3 separate regions of the Zea mays genome follow, and regions 2 and 3 are each linked to region 1. The links are chromatin contacts, called in public Hi-C maps. All regions are on one chromosome and are shown on one strand. Each heading gives the region's core, a stretch centred on a gene start, on an enhancer-like site or on the middle of the called end of the contact. The rest is flanking DNA. Distances are from core to core; before and after follow the strand shown.

Region 1 (4,072 bases), core at 994-3,493:
ACACATTCAAAGGTGAGAATCACTCAGGTTCAGCTCCCTTTAAAAAAAGTAATGTAAACAACACCTTTCTGTAAACAGCGCCCTAGAAGAACCATGCTCCTGCCTACACACCAGCTTGTTGTTTCTCTTTCACCCCGCGAGCGTGAGTACTAGGGCGACCACAACACTATCCCTGCTGCCCATGTCTTCGTTGGGGCCTTTGCTGGTGACCAAAACCCACCACAACACTATCCCTGCTGCCCATGTTTTCGTGACGGGTTCAGTCTTTATCTTCTCCTTTATCTTTGCACATGCATATTTCAAAATTAACATTTGAAATTTTTAAAAAAGTTCGAAGTGGCTAAGTATATGTGAGCCTGTTTTGTTTCGATCAGCTTGGCCATGATTAGTGACCCTAGAACACTGTACCGATGACAGTCATGTTTGTACGAAAGTATCTTTGTTTACCTGATGCAAAACCTAAGACACCATCATTACTTTTATGGATAAACGCCTTTCCTTGTTTGTGACCATTGTATTGTGGATTTCTGTGGTAGATTACTGAAAGGAATAGTTATTTATAGTAAAATACATATGTGGATGTTAATTCTCAAACACTGTTGTGTTCATAGAGACATATTAAAATCAACCTGGATTGTTTGAAGTTTGAACAATATAACATGGAAATGTGGGTACATGAGGATTCATTCTTTGCACAGGTCCGCAACCGCTGGAGGTCATAGTGCAAGATGTCAAGGCCAAGAAGCACAACCAGGCGCTATGAGTCCGGGTTGTTGGTCGCTGGATCTACGATACAGAGAATGGCAAAACCTACCATCAGGTGAGATAATCTGCATGTCCCTGATGTTCCCCTGCTTCTGATTACATGTTGAGTGACATCAAGTTTAATGGTAATCTAACAACATTGAGCAGGTAGAAGAACCCCAGAAATTTCTGCAGATAGGAGGTAAACATGCAGCAATTAAAAGGAAGTTGTTCTAGGTTTGCCTATTCATATAGTTGCTTTTGTGTTTGTTTGACTGCATATATCATGCATGGCTATGTGACAGAACTATTGATGATGGACTTTAGAGGTTGTTTGAACTTGTTTGCCGTTTAGGCACATTCATGGTAAATGATGGTCACCTCTTTGGTGGGGGAGATAAATCACACTTTCACTAATAGCTGGTCCAACTTAGATTTGAAAAACACCGCCAGCTGATAATACAGTTTTGAAGAAAAGCATATTATCATTCATTTTATTCACAGTGATAATGATAAAAAGATCATCGTTTGTTTTCATGTACGTGAATGTTTTTGCGTTGTACTGTATATTGTTACTTGTAAACAATATTTATTTAACATTTGTTCAAGTACCAAATTATGACAAGATTATGTCTGGCTTATGCACAATAGCTGAGGATTAAAATTTGCATTACCTAGAACTATTTTGAGAAAAAAGTTCTTTGGAGAAGTATATCTTCCATGTCACTTACAGAATAGAGTGTTAAAAATGATCCTAAATGTTGATGCCTTACTGCCTTAGTAACGCCAACAAAATTCCATTGTGTGTTCCTGATTTGAGGACTAAGACATTAATCAGTTCAAGTAGTACCATTTTGTGTTATCGAGTGAAAGCCAAGAATAGTGTAAATTTGACCACATGCCTTACTGCGAGAAAGTTTGACCACATGCATGTCAAAGCCAAGAATAGTGTAAATTTTAGAAAACAGTTTACTTGAGGTACCTCATAGTCATATGGATAGATAATAAGGACATTCGATATCTGGTACTTGTGAATTAGAAGATTTCATATGCCAATTTTTTTTGGTGGATGGAACATGACACATGTATTTATGGAGCTTTTATACTCACATTCTTGTATTTGTTGTTTGTAGCCTCGACAAACCTGGAGTTTGAACACATGACAGATGATGTGCTCACTTTTTTGGATGAAGAGATGCATTTATAGTTCACTGCGTTAGGTTTATATACATAATTATGTGGATTGGCCGGACTATAGCTCCCAATACTATATATATACCTCCCGTTATGGTTTGTCCTTATGCGGCGTCTTACTCCTGTTTTTCCTTGTGCTGAATGGATGCCTTTCTGTGCTGGATAGTGTGTTGGATAGGGCGCCCGAATGGGCGCCACCTGATCTAGTATAGTTTAAAAGGGAAACAAACACACACTAAATTAAATGCTAGTTCGAATTTGTTGGATTACGTATCAAACACAGCTCAAAATTACTAAGGAGCCGAGAGAAAAAAGGGCCGAGCCACGTCCCCGCAGTAGGCAAAAGAAACCGGCCCTACGTGTCGGCGACAGCCGAGTAAGCACGGGCCGGCTCCTCCTCGCCCAACAACCACCGCGGCGTGCGCCGACCGTACCCTCTCCCTCCGGCGCACCGCTCTGGTTCATCTCCAACTACATCCACCGCGCCCCAAATCGCACCCCGCCTCCCCCATTCGCGCCGATCGAACCCCAAATCGGTGGCGATGAGCGTGGTCGGCTTCGACGTCGGCAACGACACCCTGGTGGCGGCGGCGGCGCGGCAGCGGGGCATCGACGTGCTCCTCAACGCCGAGTCCAAGCGCGAGTCCCCCGCCGCCATCGCCTTCTCCCGCAACGCGCGCCTCATCGGCTGCCACGCCGCGTCCGCCTCGTCCGCGCACGCCCCCTTCTCCAGCGTCAAGCGCCTTCTCATGGGCGCCACGGGGAGGCACCCGGACTCCTCCCTACTCCGCGACCTGTCCCGCCTCCCCTTCCCCGCTGCCGTCGGTGGCGGCGCTGTCGTCCACGCCGACCACATCGGCCGCCGCATCGCGCTCTCGCCGACCCACCTCCTCTCCATGCTGCTGGCCTACCTCAAGCAGCTCGCGGAGGCCGACCTCGGCGGCGCCCCCGTAGCCGACTGCGTGATCTCCGTGCCCTGCTACTTCACTCAAGCGCAGCGCCGAGCCTACCTCGACGCCGCCGCCATCGCGGGGCTCAGGCCGCTCCGCCTCATGCACGACCTCGCCGCCACCGCGCTTGGCTACGGCCTCTACCGCTCCGACCTCGGCGGCTCCGGGGGTCCCACCTGTGTCGCGTTCGTGGACGTCGGCCAATGCGACACACAGGTCGCGGTCGTCTCTTTCGACATGTCGGGGATGAAGGTGCTGTCTCACGGGTTCGATGCAGACCTCGGGGGCAGGGACTTCGACGAGGTGCTGTTCGAGCATTTCGCCGAGGAGTTCAAAGACAGGTACATGATTGATGTCACAGGAAATGTCAAGGCCAGTATGAGGTTGAGGGCAGCCTGTGAGAAGGCGAAGAAGGTTCTGAGCGCGAACGCGGAGGCTGTGGTGAACATTGAGTGCCTGATAGAGGAGAAGGATGTGAGGGGGGTGATCCGAAGGGAGGACTTCGAGAAGCTATGTGCCAGGCTGCTGGAGAGGGTTGTTGAACCTTGCAACAGGGCGGTGACAGATTCAAGGATTGGATTGGAGAGGCTGCATTCTGTGGAACTCGTTGGGTCAGGTTCTCGTGTGCCTGCCATTGCCAAGGTGCTTAAGGAATTCTTCAGAAAAGAACCTAGTCGCACACTCAATTCAAGTGAGTGTGTGGCTCGGGGGTGTGCATTACAATGTGCAATGCTTAGTCCTACGTTCCGTGTTCGGGAATACGAGGTATGACTGCACTTTATCTTGTCAAATTCAACATCTGTTTAAGCTATATGTTATGTGGAGCATGAGAGACTGCTGGTTGTATAGTGAGAGTTGACACATTCATTGTATTTCAGGTGCACGATGCAATCCCTGCTTCCATAGGATTTTATACTAGTGACGGCCCAGTTTCAACATTGTCAAGTGATGCATTGTTCCGGAGAGGCCTGCCCTTTCCCAGTGTTAAGATCATTACTCTACAGAAGAACGACAGTTTTAGTTTTGATGCCTATTATGTGGATGCGAATGAATTGCCTCCTGGTACCTCAACAGACATCGGTAGTTTTCAGGTATGCTTTTTGCTTGTTGATCTGTAGTCTTTTGCTCCAGATGTCTGTTCTGTTTGATTCTTCCAATAATAATAATGTATGACCTCTATATCA
Region 2 (4,072 bases), core at 912-3,411, 530 kb after region 1:
TATCTACATAAATACAGTTGATGCTTTCCAAGGACAGGAGCGTGACATAATTATTATGTCATGTGTCCGTGCATCAAACCATGGTGTGGGTTTCGTTGCTGATATACGGCGTATGAATGTAGCTCTAACTAGAGCTAGGAGAGCTTTATGGGTATGTCTCTGCCTCCCTACAATATGCATTTAGTGTGTTCTACTGTTGTTCTTCAATGATATTTTTGATGCATCCCATGTTACTTATAGTCTTTATTGTTTCTCAGGTTGTTGGTAATGCTAATGCTCTCATGCAGTCTGAGGACTGGGCATCGCTAATAGCGGATGCGAAGGCCAGGAAATGTTTTATGGACCTGGATTGCATTCCCAAGGACTTCTTACCAATGAAGGTTCCATCTAATACTCCAGGTAGGAATTCTTCCAACAACATCCGGAACATGAGGACTGGTGGTGGACCTAGACCAAGACACTTGGACATGTTCTCAGAACCGAGAACTGGTATGAACATGAGGCCCGATGAAGATGAGCGTCTGAATTCTGTTCCAAGAAATGGTAGTTACAGGAATTTGGATGATTTTGTCCGACCTGGTGATCGTCCCAGGGATAATCTGCAGTTTGGAGTTCCCAGGAGGCCAAATTCTTCTAATGGCAGGAGAGAAGTGTAAGGAGTGTGTTGCTATCTACAACTCTGGTACAGCATGGAACAATGGTGAAGAGCTCTGGGACGGTCCAGATTCAGCAAGGTGCAGATTCATGTTCAGAAGATTAGTTGCCTCTGCATTAGATCCCTTGCACCATGTGGTGGGGCTGGTCACAAGAAAGCATTGCTATCAGCAGAGGATGTGCGAATCTACCATGATGTGACCTCCAGTCAGTGGATCAAGACGCTTTCATGGTGGGTGATTATAGGCTCATGATGTCAGGTTGAAGAAAGGCTGCTGTAGCCCTCAGTGTTATGGAGTTCGCAGGAGTTTCTTTCTCAGAACAAGGCTGTCTGATGTGTTTTGACATTGCTATCCTTGCTTTAGCCAGCTCCATCTTTCGGTAGATACATACATGCATGGGCATATCCATTTTGAAACATGCCAGGAGAAAGCTCACTGGCTCTAGAGCAGGGTAGGTCTCAAGCGTTGTTGCCTGATTGCTGCTGCGATCGTTGCATGCTTGACATGTCTAGTAGGATCAGTATGCTAACATAGGCAGGGCTTCTGTACCATATGACATAAGTTCCTTCTGTATACAGGGTCGAGATCTAGAGAAAAGAAGTTCATTATTTCATTCAGCTCATGTTGTTACCCTTTGTTCTTGTCAACATGTTCTGTGCATATTGTTGAAAGATGTTACCATGTTTGCAGTAGTGATATTTATTTTCCTGATTATCAGTGGCATGAGTCTGTGCTTGTATGTTAATCTATGGATTAGTTTTGGCACTCGGTGACAGTGTCCTGCTGATGTTTGATACATCATATTTAATGAACTCAGTTTTTCTGCAACTGATCTACTTTTTCTGATACTTGCATGTCGAAGCTAACAGAAATACTTTAGGTTAGTGAAGCAGCTATTTTAATTAGGCACATTCTCTGCGATGCATATATATATATATTAGAGAGCTGAACATGAGGAGGTGATGTTTCAGGAGTACAGGCACCCTGAAATCTGAAGTGCGCCTTGGATCATCTCTACTTTGGCGCTGGTGGTTTTGTGGATGTCCTCTCAGTGCCACTCCCAGAATACCAGGTAGCTGCATTTGTTTGCCTTATGATGGTGCTCATGATTTTTGTTTCTTCAGTATCAGATTCATCTAGTGGTTTCTTGATCTATTTAAGTGGTGCTGAATTTCTTGTGTACATACTGTGATAAGTAGCATGTTGACTGCAATTCTGGCTGTTCGAGAATCGGTCGGCTGTTGTTTTAAAAATAATGTTTTTTTGGATATCTTTCATTTGTAAGTTAAATTTAGGGGTGGTCATTGTATTAATGCTTACAGGCCAGTTGAAGTCCTCAAGCTTCTGCTTGGATTCTAGTGTCACTCTCAACTCTTGTTATCTTTTGAGAAGAGATCCCCTGGTAGCAGCCCTTTGCCTTTTCTTTCTGTTCTCTTCCTTTATTGTCTTGCTAATCTTTGATAAACTCCGGTGTTGTGATTGGTTGTATGTGCAGGGCCCATGACGAACTCCAGGAATGCATGGTTGCCTGCATGATAGATGTAGAGATGGCGGTCATATAGTTAAATTACACGTTCTGCCGTATGTATATGATTTTATTGGAGCTAATGGATTTTTTATCTGCTTTGTTTGGAGAAAAACATAGTTTGCATCTATCTCTACACGACTTGCTTTTGTACCGGAGGCACGCAGCAGCAGGGTTGTATATGTCCAACCTCTGATGGGTCTGCGGTCTGCCGTTGAAAGAGGGGCTTTGGAGATCTGAAGGTATTCCACGCCAGGTGCTCCTGTAATGTGCTGGACTTCTGTTCTGCCACTTTGGTTACGCAGAGCTGATCCATTACAAATGGTACTTGTGATGCTTTGTTGTTAGCTTGTGAGTTGTCTGTTTCTGCGCTTGTGATTCAGTGGCCGGCAAGCGTTTTTTTTTTTGACTCGGCCGGATTGTTCATCGATCTATTTTTGGATCTTTTATTGCTCTGGTGAAAACAGCTGGGCCCCATTCACAAGGAGACGCGCCACAACGCTCCAAAGGCCAAACCAGAGATTATCTCCGGGTTGTTTACACATTGAACTTGTCTTTCACCTTGACCTTGTTTATACATGAACCCGCCTCGGATCCGTCACCAGGACACGCCCCCTAACAAGCCACCGTACCATATTATGCCATCACGCGGCGGTAGCGGCAACACGCAGCGGCAACAGGATCCAACTGTGGTGGTGGTAGCCTTTGCGCAGCCGAGGAGGAGAACGAGACGGCGACGCGCCATTATGCCGGTGAAGAGCAGCGCCAGCTTCCGCATGACCGCGCTGCCTATGGTGGTGACGGCGCAGCTGCTGGCGGCTGCCGTGCTCACGCTCACGCTCGTCTGGGTGCTGCACTTTCGTGGTGGCGTCTCGTGGAAGCCGACATCCAACCCTCTCTTCGTCTACACGGTAATAATCGAACCGTGTATTTTCGAACAGTAGGAGTAAACTCTATAACGTGCGCACCCTTTTCTCAGGCACACCCTCTGTTCATGGTGATCGGCTTTATCATCTGCACCGGAGAAGGTAAAGGAACAAACGCGCGTCTGCAAAACTCAAGCGATGGAAGGGAATCAAACGTGTTGTGTCTGACTGATCACTGATGCTTGTATGATGGTGTGGTGTGTGGCGCGCGCGCGCAGCGGTGATGGCGTACAGGATCGTGCTGGGCCCGAGGTCGGCCAAGAAGGCGGTGCACCTGCTGCTACATCTCGTAGCCCTCACCTTCGCTGCCGTCGGCCTGTACGCCGCCTTCAAGTTTCACCATGACGTCGGCCTTCCTGACATCCGTTCCCTGCATTCTTGGCTCGGGATTGCCACGATAGCGCTCTATGGTCTTCAGGTGAGTCGGTCACCAAGGGTGGCTCTACTTCTTTGTTGTAAGCCCAATTTGTAGCCCACGTAGGCTACAATCATTCTGGCCTGCCGTTGCCCATGGGCTTGTCATGCATGGGCCTCATCCCACCTCTGGACGCCCGACATTCCTCCATTTATAAAACCGTATCCTTTAGCTTCTTAAAACCATTTGTTTTCGATTTCGATGGTGTTTTAATCTACAGAGTGCCACGTCAGCCAATAGGGAGATAAATTAGTTTATAGAGACAAAGATAGTTCAATACGATCAAATAGACTTTACCAAAACATTTATACAAATATATTTTTTTTAAAATTTTATCAATATATTTTTTTACAAATATATATTCCCATTTATGATATTGAAATTTTATTTATCTCAAAAAAAAACTAAACTAATTTTATTCATTGCAGTGAAAACATTTTTTAATGAATTTTGTATGTTTACATTTTTTTATAACTTTTAATTGTGTAGCTTTCCCAATTTTTTAAATAGGATCAAGATAACCAACTGGAGAAGATGAATAGTCATTTTA
Region 3 (4,072 bases), core at 519-3,018, 520 kb after region 1:
ATATCCTCCAACCAAGGATAATTTAGTGTCTTTTATTTAGTCTCTTATTAGAAACGTATTTAATTTGGGAGAAATTACTTTGGAGGTAAGTAAATCATTATGAAAAGGTCTCTTAAATTAGAATATTTGAAGACTTTTTCATACCTCTAAAATTGTGATTTTGAGGTGTTACAAGTAATACTCCTGGCACTAACGAAAACACAAATCAAGAATATTATCAATACTACTTGTCTACTTTGCGAAATAGAATTTCAAATGGGTGGTTCAGTGCCTTGATATACTGAATGGGAGATATATATAAGCCTTAATGACTGTATGATCACTGAACGTTCTCAAGCCATAAGTAAACGTAGAATGCCATTGCCTACTACTCTTATTACTACTCATGGTTAGCAAGTAGTAACCTAGTGGTATATTACATAATGTTTTATTGCTACACATATGCTACATATAAACTATTTTTTTGTTACACTAGCACCTCCTTAATTCCAGTCCTGCGTCCGCCGCTGAAAACACACGACGACTTTTGCTGACTTCCATATTTCTAGATACTTCGTAGAAGTTTGAACTCCCAAAAAAAATGCTAGTTAGACCTCAACATTCAACTAACACTTTGCACAAAAAAACTGGACATGCATGTATACATATGAAAAGATTGAGCATCCGAGAAAATTTCTTGACACTGGACAAATAATGCCTGTTGCCAGTATTTTAGCTTGTGCGCTAAAAAAAGGCACTGTTTGGAAAGTTTTTACTGCTATACACCGAGTTTAGGAGTACAACATAAATGGTTCCAAGTCACGTTTAGGACAAGTAAGCAATGCCGTTGGACATCACCAATAATCAGCGCAACGAATTGATTAGTGTACCTTAAATAACCGTGGCGCTAGAACCCGCCCGCGGAACATCCCCATCCATTCCACGAGCCATCATTCATTAATCGGAGATACTTGCTCATACAGTCATACCACGACCCAGCCTGAAAGCAAAGCGAGAAAGGAAAAAAAAGGCAGGGGGGGGGGGGGGGGGGGGGGGGGCAGTTGCCCTGCAGATTCTCCTTGCATTCCGTGTCCCTCCTAATCCTACCGTCCAAATTAATCCGCCGCTCCACTCCCCGGTCTCCACACACCACCCAAATTTCTTTTTTTTTCTTCCTCATCTCGTCTATGCATTAGCAGCCGACGCCATCCAAAAAAATAACCCATTAATTAATCAATAGGATAAATGATTTATTTATTTTGAGGAGATGATTAATTATCTATTATATTACCCCAGGAAAAAAGCACGTACTCATCTACGGCCCTTTTCCCCCACCGCACTTGATTATCCCTTCATGTTTTCACTTTTCAATAAAACCAGAATATTTTCTCATTCCTTGGGTGACAATATTTTTTTTATTATCCGGAGTGCTGTTCAGTTGACGTGTGAGTATGAATGAAAAAGAGATAGCAAAGGATATAATCGAGAAGAAAACAAGGGAAGTGAACTGGAGACGAACTCCAACCTGGTTCGACCGCACCGAGATGCGGACACGCAGTCGCCCACGCGCCCCCACCGGTTCGCACCGCCCCACGCCTACGCGCGCACGGGGGCTCGCCCCCGGCCCTCGCAGACAACTGGCTCCCACCAGACCCTGGCCCCACAATACAGTGAGATAAACCGTCGTGAGTGGGATTCGTTTGGTGCGCGTAGCGCGGGGGCAGTAGCCACGAGCTTGAGCGCTATAAATTCAGCCCCACCCCTGGCCTCCTGCCCTCACACCCACCCTTCCTCCTCCTCCCTCCTCTCTTTCTCTCACCAAGTCGTTCGTCACGCAGAGGACCGGACGCTCGTGAGAGGCGAGACGAGCAATCGAAAGCCGGAAGGAAGCCTAACCTCTCTTCCAAAGCCAAACCGAAAAGGGAAAAAAAGTATTGTCGAAGAGAAAAGGAAAAAAATAATAAAGGAACACAAGCAGCCCACCGGCGCATCACAGGGGAAGCAAACAGGGGAGAACCCTAGTCAACAGACGCCGCCGCCCTCCCTGGCTGGATCTGGCCGCCGTCTCCTCCGCCGCCCGACGATCGCCTGGTACGGAGATCCTACCCCCCAATCAGGACCATTAGGACTGCTGTGTCACAGTCTCACGGAACGGACGGATTGGAACGGAGCGGGATCCTTAGCGCGTCGCGTGCCCGCCGGGGTGGGTGAGACGCGGCGCGGTTAGTTAAGAGGACGGACTGATTTCCAATTTCATTTCTCCGGACTGCTTGGGATGCCGAATTCGCGCTTTTAGCGCAGCGAGGACACCTTTGTTTTTTAATTCTTCCGCGGGGTGATTATGCCAAATCTGAAAGCGGAATGGGATCAAGGCTATGGCCGGGTTGCCGAATCTACCAACTGTTACGGTGCGATCCTTACTTTATAGGAAGAATTTAGCGATATTTATTGATTCAAGGCAGGCTATAAATACAGTCCGTAGATCGAGGAAGGCAGAGGTAGTGTTATCTAGAAGGGAGTAGAAGTTAAGGCCCCTTTCCTCTGGAGTGAAATGTGCTGTTGGGATGGTCCTTCTGTTATTGCTCTGCTGTTCAGCTAACTTTCCTGCTGAGATTAACTTAAACCTAGTTTCTTCTAAGAGGTCGTATCCTGTGCAATCTGTTTCTCCAAGCGTGCAGTTACATGATTTAAGCCATCTAATGCATACCTTCAACCCGTCCCACCTCACCCTCTATCTCTTTAATCCTTGCTGGGTTAAACGTAAAATTATCTGTCACCATTAGATATGCGTTAGATGGCTAATTGCAAGCTTGCACAACTTAACAGATTGCGCAGCACACATCCACTTCTTCTATTGCTTTGACCTAGGGTTAACTGCTATCTAATGTTTCTGTTACTATCTTGTCATTTATTTATATATGCAGGGATACATTGTATCCTGTTTTAGTCAGGTCCTAAGTTAGATCAACATTAAACTGTTGATGCGTTTGTTTGAGATTAGGAACAGGTGTTGCCCATGGGTTTTGAATATTTCCTTAAGAAAATTACCCTTTTAGTCATGTTAGATTGCATCAGCTCGCAAGTAGAAGGCCGAAATATTCAGTATTCTCCTGTTCTTATGTGTCCTGTTTTTCAGTTACATCTACATCCACAGTTGTGATATAGCTGAAAGAAACTGTGCTAGAATTGGACTGGTTCTAGTTACATTTGTCAAAAGTGTATACTGTACATCCTGTGCTCTTGGCTTCCCATTCTGAGTACATGTGCACTATTACAGGTTGAGATGTTATTTGTTGGTCATACATATACACCATTTCTGTTTTAGTCTTTCTCTCTGGATCGCTCTGAATCATCTATATTTCGGTTTAGTCAATATAAGGAGATAATCAGCTATTTGTATTAGTTAGCTCTAAATCAGCCTTGAGTGGTTGGACAGTTATTTTTTCATGTTTTGCATTTAGAGATGCTGGAGTTCAGCTTATTCACTTTCTTAGCTTTTAATTTGGAGTATTAGCTATGTGTTCTGCTAATTTTGAGGGATGGTTTATGTTGTTTATTGGTAGCATATAGACTTGAATAACATGTAATACACTATTATTTGGACCATGTGCTTTGGGTGACAAGCTAAGCAACTGATGTTTTTTAATGTGTTCATACTTAATACTGTAGGATTATATGGAGTTGTCTTCCATTCATTTTTATCTTCCTTTCTAGAGCTTCTATTTGTTTGGAAAAATCATTTTATGTAGAATGGACTTAGCCAACCTCGATCCTCATATATGTAATCTATTTTCGTGCTGTTGCGAAAGCCAAAAGCTAACCAAAGGGATAAAGGGCTTGTTTGGTTCGCTGCCTAACTTGCCACAGTTTGCCTAATTTTTTCTGCCTAAGTTTAGTTCTTTAATTTGTCCGACTAACCTTAGGCAAGTTGTGGCGCAGTTAACCGAGAACCAAATAGGCCCAAAAAGCAAACTGCTTTGGGTCAAAAGCTGCTTTTGCTCTAGTACAAAACTCACAACACCTTTACCCTTGCTTTCACGTGCTTTTGGCTTCCAAATTTACCCATCTGCCATCGGTTATGAAAAATACTGAT

Evidence for each region. Hi-C and Micro-C count contacts between places; a contact is called where the count stands out from the background.
Region 2: a contact with region 1 is called in a Hi-C map of leaf, with 3 times the contacts expected there. The contact joins the promoter of LOC100382018 here to the promoter of LOC103626279 in region 1.
Region 3: a Hi-C map of tassel shows a contact between it and region 1, with 1.9 times the contacts expected there. The contact joins the promoter of LOC100502266 here to the promoter of LOC103626279 in region 1. A contact is called at or near these places in 2 of 25 Hi-C or Micro-C datasets (leaf and tassel).

The regions. Positions count from the first base shown.
Region 1 is chr5:42,843,295-42,847,366 of Zm-B73-REFERENCE-NAM-5.0, reverse strand. It overlaps LOC103626279 (heat shock 70 kDa protein 16), which reads left to right and starts at 2,243. Exons shown (of 9, transcript XM_008646666.3): 1 at 2,243-3,653; 2 at 3,767-3,979. The coding sequence starts at 2,481. It overlaps LOC109939671, which reads left to right. Exons shown (of 8, transcript XM_020537976.1): 7 at 1-12; 8 at 699-763. The coding sequence ends at 763.
Region 2 is chr5:42,309,610-42,313,681 of Zm-B73-REFERENCE-NAM-5.0, reverse strand. LOC100382018 reads left to right here and starts at 2,161. Exons shown (of 3, transcript NM_001174784.1): 1 at 2,161-3,092; 2 at 3,161-3,209; 3 at 3,326-3,820. The coding sequence starts at 2,760. The coding sequence ends at 3,579. It overlaps LOC100502266, which reads left to right. Exons shown (of 8, transcript NM_001323891.1): 7 at 1-151; 8 at 258-1,347. The coding sequence ends at 656.
Region 3 is chr5:42,326,365-42,330,436 of Zm-B73-REFERENCE-NAM-5.0, reverse strand. It overlaps LOC100502266, which reads left to right and starts at 1,768. Exons shown (of 8, transcript NM_001323891.1): 1 at 1,768-2,070.